2 separate regions of the Mus musculus genome follow, and region 1 is linked to region 2. The links are chromatin contacts, called in public HiChIP or PLAC-seq maps. All regions are on one chromosome and are shown on one strand. Each heading gives the region's core, a stretch centred on a gene start, on an enhancer-like site or on the middle of the called end of the contact. The rest is flanking DNA. Distances are from core to core; before and after follow the strand shown. Region 1 overlaps Gm13707 (a long non-coding RNA gene). Region 2 overlaps Gm36857 (a long non-coding RNA gene).

What was found. HiChIP or PLAC-seq counts read pairs in DNA pulled down with a chosen protein or histone mark.
Region 1: a contact with region 2 is called in an H3K27ac HiChIP or PLAC-seq map of microglia, with 4 times the contacts expected there. The contact joins two enhancer-like sites. A contact is called at or near these places in 3 of 39 promoter capture datasets (hippocampal neurons and liver) and 1 of 115 datasets of contacts at active chromatin or transcription factors (microglia).

The regions. Positions count from the first base shown.
Region 1 is chr2:73,395,589-73,398,667 of GRCm38.p6, forward strand. The region is part of intron 2 of Gm13707 (a long non-coding RNA gene); the gene reads left to right. Among named protein-coding and RNA genes, the nearest start is that of Gm13707, 10 kb to the left of the region's middle. Within about 2 kb of position 1,518, at least 18 of the 459 cell types and tissues checked have an H3K27ac peak or open chromatin away from gene starts, as enhancers often do. A contact at or near this core is called in microglia, where this site is marked.
Region 2 is chr2:71,593,200-71,596,346 of GRCm38.p6, forward strand. All of the region lies in intron 1 of Gm36857 (a long non-coding RNA gene), which reads left to right. Among named protein-coding and RNA genes, the nearest start is that of Gm36857, 3.4 kb to the left of the region's middle. Within about 2 kb of position 1,487, at least 76 of the 459 cell types and tissues checked have an H3K27ac peak or open chromatin away from gene starts, as enhancers often do. A contact at or near this core is called in microglia, where this site is marked.

The DNA of each region.
Region 1 (3,079 bases), core at 268-2,767, 1.8 Mb after region 2:
CCATAGGGCTGCTCTCTTCCAAAGGTTTTAGGGAAGCGTTGCAGCCCAGGTTCTAGAAGCCACCCACGTTCCTTGGCCTTTGACCCTCTTCCTCAATTTTCAAAACCAACAGTGTTGCAAAGCCCTGGCCTTTCTTCCATGGCATCATGTTCCTGTGACCGCAGCTCATGCACACAGTCTCTACTTTGAATGTTTATGCTGGGTTCACCTGGGTAATCCCGGAAGCTCTCTCCATCTCAAGGCCCCTGGCTAATCACTCATCGGCTTTGAGTGCTTCCTTGAGTCCCTCTGTCGTGTAAGTTCACAGGCTCTGCATACTCCGTCATCCAAATGCACTGGTTTCTGGCTGTCCTTGTAAGTTCTTGTTTTCTGTCTCCACCTGTCTGTCTCTTCAATTTCAGGGACAACACTTTATCCCAAGACTCTGCTTCTCTGATAGATCTAGTGAAGTTGTTGGGTTTTAGTATTATTATCATCATTATTATTCATTAGAATGGCACTTCCCAGCTCCTTCCTTATTTGTTGAAACTGGAATCACAACCAGACCTCTCCAGCTGCCCTCTTTTTAATGTCGCTCCTCTCATTGCCGTGTGCTCAGAAGCTCAGAGCAGGACGTTATGTCAGACTCTCTGCCAGGCACATTTGTTCTTCATAACGTTTGAGAATTTCTTCTTGTAACCTTTTTCTCTCCAGCTTTTCATTCTGACATTCGAGATACTCTAAACTTCATGTTGCCTCCCGCTTCTTAACTTGAAAATAACAATAATGCCCTATTGCTTAACGGAGATCATTTAAAAGTAACACTTTGTCGAGTTGGGTGCTGGAGATGGGTGTGCAGAAGAGAAGGTCCCCCTCCACCGTCTTGCACCCATTGAACCCTGAATTCCTGAGAAATGGCTTTCCTCTGCATTTGAATCGTCCTCGCCTCTTTTGGAAACCCTCTCTGGCTTTCCTCTCACAACCCCAGACTTCATCTTCCTCTCACAACCCCAGTTGCCCCTCCTTTGAATCTCTCTCTTTCCATTTTCACTCCTCTTTCCAATAGTCCTCTTCTTACCGGTGAAATTTGAAGAATGTCAATGAGGCTGGCCTTTCTTCCCAGCAGTTTCCATCTGTGTCACCTGCCCACTCACCCCCTGGGACTCCCAGAAGCTTCATGTCATTGGATTGGCCCAATCAGTCCTACCTCAGCCTCTAAGAAGAGCTTTGCCATCTATCATCTGGGTAACCTTCCTCTCCCTTTTTGTTCTCCATCCAGTACCTCCTCCATGCCAAGCTACAAGCCACAGCTTCTTCCTAGTCATCCAGTTCTTACAGGTTTTTTTTTTCCGTCCTCAGTATTCTTCCAGTTTTACACGGCATTTTATAGACCTGGTTATAGAATTTTGTGGTGAGCTAGTTCACTTCTTTCCTTACAAGGGTGAGATCATCTATTGGACTAGGATTGCATAAGCCTTCAAGTAAATGTCTGTTTTGTCTTTAACATTCTGGTTTGACATCTTACATGGATTTTCTTGTGGGTGGTTGCAACTTCCCCACACGCTGTTCCTTTGTTTCACTTTCAGTGTGGAAATACTGGCCAGACTGGTATAGAGTAGCCTCCCATATAGATTCTCCCTTCCTGATGACCTAGGTTGTCTAACTCTCTTCCTTTTCTTACTGTCATTTTTATCATGTCAGACCTAGTCTTCACCAATTCCCTTGTCTACTCATTCCATATTATTTTGCAGGGACAATGGAATATCCAATTTTGAATTAATAGAAAACTCAATTCAGATGAACATCTGCAAGAAAACTGTTTATGTACTAACAGAACTGAAAGTCCAAGATAGATAGATGTTAGGGTGATGTTTGTGTGGTTTTTCTTTCCATTTGTGTATGTATACATGCACATTTGTGAACATGTGTGTCTGTGAACATGTGCAGACTGAGTTGATGTTAGGAACCACCCTCAATTGCTGTTCTATCTCATTCATTAAAGTCAAGTCCCTCAGTCAAACCCAGGGAGAGCCACTATGTCAAGTCTTGCTAGCTAGCGTACTCTAGGGATCCCCTGCCTCTGCCTTTAGAGGCTAGAGTTATAGTGAGGCTATCCCACCACACTCATGTGGTGATTGGTGATCCAAACTCTAGTCTTCATGTTTGTGTAGTCAATCACTGTAACCGTCAAGGCAGCTTAGCCCTGGGGTTGCAATTTAGTCTTGCTGAGATGAAATACTCTGGTAAAGACAATGCTAAGAGAGAAGGGTAAGAATTTATTTACAATCCCAGGTTCTAGTCCACAACTGAGGGGGAAATCAAGGCAGGAGCTTGAAACAGCTAGACACATCCAACGACCAAGAGCAGAGAGAGAGAATGATTGCATACATGCCTACTACTCAGCTCACTTTCACCGCGAAGTGTTTTAGGGCTCACATCTAGGGAATGATGATGCCCATGGTGGACTGGGCTTTCTCATGTCAATGAACAAAATCAAGATAAGCTTCCACAGTCACCTTCAGAGGCCAGCCTGATCTAGGCAACCCCTCATTAAGATCCTCTTCTCAGGTGATTCTAGATTCTGTCAGGTTGACAGTTAAAGCTAAACGGCTTAGGGTTAGAGAGACGGCTCCCAGGCACTTGTTGCTCTTACTTGAGCTGCCATGTGCGCACTGACCAGGATGCTCAGCACCCACACGGCAGCTCACAACCAGTTCTCACCCCAGTTTCAGAGGTTCTGCTGCTTTCCACTCACTTCTGTGGACACCATGCACACATGTGGTACACGTGGATACAGGAAAAACATTCATGCACATAAAGTAAAATAGATCCAAGTAAATGAAGGGGCAGCTCCATGTTGGTTTGCTTCAACAGCTCAAGCATGTCATGAAAACCCTGCCGGCTTTGCTATTTTCTGCTCTGCCTTTGTTCTAAAGATGAATTCTCTAAGTAACAGCAAAAATGAATCCAGAAACCCAAGCTATGTGCCCGTATGCCATTTCTCAAAGGCAAGAGAGTATCCCATTTGGTGGCTCGAAAAAGTGAGAAAACCTCTTTCTCAGACACACCAGGTGATCTTAGGACCTGAATCAGGCCACAT
Region 2 (3,147 bases), core at 237-2,736:
CTGAGAGAACTTCTCTCCCTTCCCGTCAGCTTCGAGTTTTTCTTTGGTTGTGTCTATTCTGCAGGCAAATCTGTTGAATGAGTCTCTGATGACTTTGGTTTTGAGGGTCACTCTTGTGAGGTGTTGTTGCTGTTGTTGCTTTGCTTTTGCGAGACAGGGTTTCTCTGTGTAGCCCTGGCTGTCCTAGATTCACTCGGTAGACCAGGCTGACCTCAAACTCACAGAGATCCACCTGCCCCTGCCTCCCGAGTGCAGGGATTAAAGGTGTGGGTCACCACTGCCCAGCAGGGTTGCTCTTGTCTTGGTAGCATGTGGTGCATCTCGGTCACAGTGTTCTCGATGCTTGGTGGTCTTTGAGTCTGTGTTTTCTTCTGGTACGAGAGGCCCCATGAGTACGGAGATGAGTTGTCTTTAGTGGTGAGGTGGGAAACTGTGGGGCTGGGCAGTGTGAGTCAGGAAAAAATGCTTTTATTTCTCCTGGATGAGGCCAGATTCAGGGTGTGGTTGCCTCTGGGGCTTGTTGTCTGTTCTGCTCAGTATATGTGTGTTCCTATGATGTGTGTGTGTGTGTGTGTGTTTGTATGTATATGTGTGTGTGTAAGACCACTTTTTTGTATGCTGTACTTTAGTGTCTTAGCCATCTCTGATGGTGAGTGCCTTAGAACCTTCTGTTCTGTATGCTTCCCCCCGCCCACTGCCCCACACTGTCCTTTTTTTGAATCTAGAGGTCCTTGGAGACATCCCATTATACAACTATACAACTGATCTCTCCTGCTTGTTTTGGGCTCATTCATCTGAGTACATCTGTTGTGTGTCCTTCACTGTTTCTGGCTACAGAGGTTGCCTTTCTCTATCCTTAAAAATTTTCCCTCATGTCTACAGTTGACAGTACTCTTTGCTCTGGGAGTTTTCCTTCTGTCATTTCTCTGAGGTTCTCTGTCTTCTCTGTTCTCCTATGATTTGGAGGAGGGGAGAGCAGGCTGCAGCATGTATTCAGTCTTCTTGGGAGACTTTTTTTTTCCCCCTTTCAAACTCATTTGAAGTTTTCCCATGGATGAAGAATTTAGAGAGACTACCGGTTGATAATTACAGGTGGTGGTGGTGGTGGAGGATAGCTTAGTGTTTATCCTCAGCATCTCTGCAAAAGCTGAGGGTTCCAAGCCAGAGTGTAGATTTGGACTTGACTAAAATCTAGGGTTTTTCTTTATTGCTGTTGTTATTTTTTCCCCCCTATTCACAGTCAAAGGCCACTTTGCCTCAGAACCCTGTCTCCAGTGCTGACAACCTTGTTGCTGGAGAATTTCTGGGCGGAACCCTGGATGGCACCTTCTTGGCTGGGGGCACTGTTTTAAAGCCTTGCAATTTTAGGGAGTGATCTGGGTGGGGTCACGTTCCAGCTGCACCCCATAACACTTCGCAAGCCCTGGCTGTGCCGATGGCAGCTGCTGGCTGCGGCTGGCTGCTCAGGCCCATGGAGGAAGGAAGATTTCTTGTTGAGAAATCTCTGAGTCACTGGCAGCCTCTGGCTGTGGTTTGCTCACATGTCTGTAGCCCTCTGGGGCTGATGTTTCTGTGAAATCTTTCAAGTTCATTCTTGCTCCCCTGGGCTCACCCTCTCACAAGTGCTTGCTTGCCCTGCATGCCGCAAATGGCGAGAGAACATCAACTCTCCATGGTCACTAGTACGTGATTGCTTTCCCAGGACTCCTGCGGTGATGTGTTCTTGGGTCCGTGTTTATGTGACATAACAATAAAATACTCAGTGCTTCTCTGGATCTTTCCCCCGAGGGCATCTTGAACATCCAAAGACAATAGTGCAGTAATCACCATGATTTTCAATCTGAGGTAAATGTGCTTTTTGTTAATTTTTAAGGCAATAAAATTGACTTTGAAGGTAGTACTTCAGACTTTTAAATTTTACCACAGAACAAAAGAGCTCTGTATCCCTAAAGCCTGTGTAGAAATGCACACTTCGTCTTTACTAGGGGTGTGGCTATGTGTACAGACGTCTTTCATTTCATATTCTAGTAAAGCTGGCTGCTCTAAAATTCATTTTATTTCCGCCAAGAATGTTTGATATAAAAACTAGAGGTCTTTCTTTACAGAGAAATATTCTCACAGAAAATGACTAAAGCTTGTGAGGCAAGATTAAGAATCTTAGCTCTCAGGTGTCCAGAATGGTCACTTGTAGCCAGACGCTGCACACAAAACCCCCTTTCTTACTAGGTAGTTTTTAGAAAACACTGGTACTTGGAATTTGCAGATTAGACATGGACCACAGTGATGATTGGCGCTGGGAGTCAAAAATGGAAAATGTAGAGATAGCTTAGAGATGCAGACACAGGATGCTCTTGCAGGGGACTGGAATTTCATTCTCAGGGTGCCCCTCATGCTGCCTATAATTAATTCCAACTCCACGGATAGCTGATGCCTCTACCTCATTGGGCAGCTGTACTCATAACTAAAATGGTTTAAAACAAATCTTTAAAAAGTGAGAAAACCACACATCATCCTTGGGGCATCTGGAGGGAACAGTGGGAGCCAGGCTGGACGATCAGAATGCTGAAGGCACAGGCATGTCCTTACTAAAATACCATTCAACTTAGAACGGTGAATTTGATGGTATCCAAAATACATCTCAACAAAGCTCTTTACAAATCCTGCCTGGGTACCACTATAGACCATTGAGTCAGGCTTCTGAGGTAAAACCTTAATATTAATGTTTTGTAAAAGCTCCCCAGGTGATTCGAACGTGCCGCTGGTTAGGGGCTTGCTGGTTTATAACCTTGTTTGTCTCCGTTGGACAATCCTGACATTCTGCATCTGGTTTATTATTTACGTCCTTTGTTTCCATCCACTTTACTAATGGTGGAATTTGTAGACGTTATTAATTCTGTGTTTGGGTACCCATTCCTCAACTTCCCATCCCCTCTTCTCTCATCTGCCAGTGATCATGATTCTGTGTATCCGCTTAACAGTCTACGTGAAAATCTATTATTTTAGAAACAACCGACAGAGAGGAGGTTGATGGAGAGAAGCTTGAAGGCACCGTATGCAAAGTAAGGAGAAAGAGAAGAAACACTAGCTACCTTTATTTGATCAATACATAGCCTATTCGTGTATTGAGACCTCACAAATATATATAAT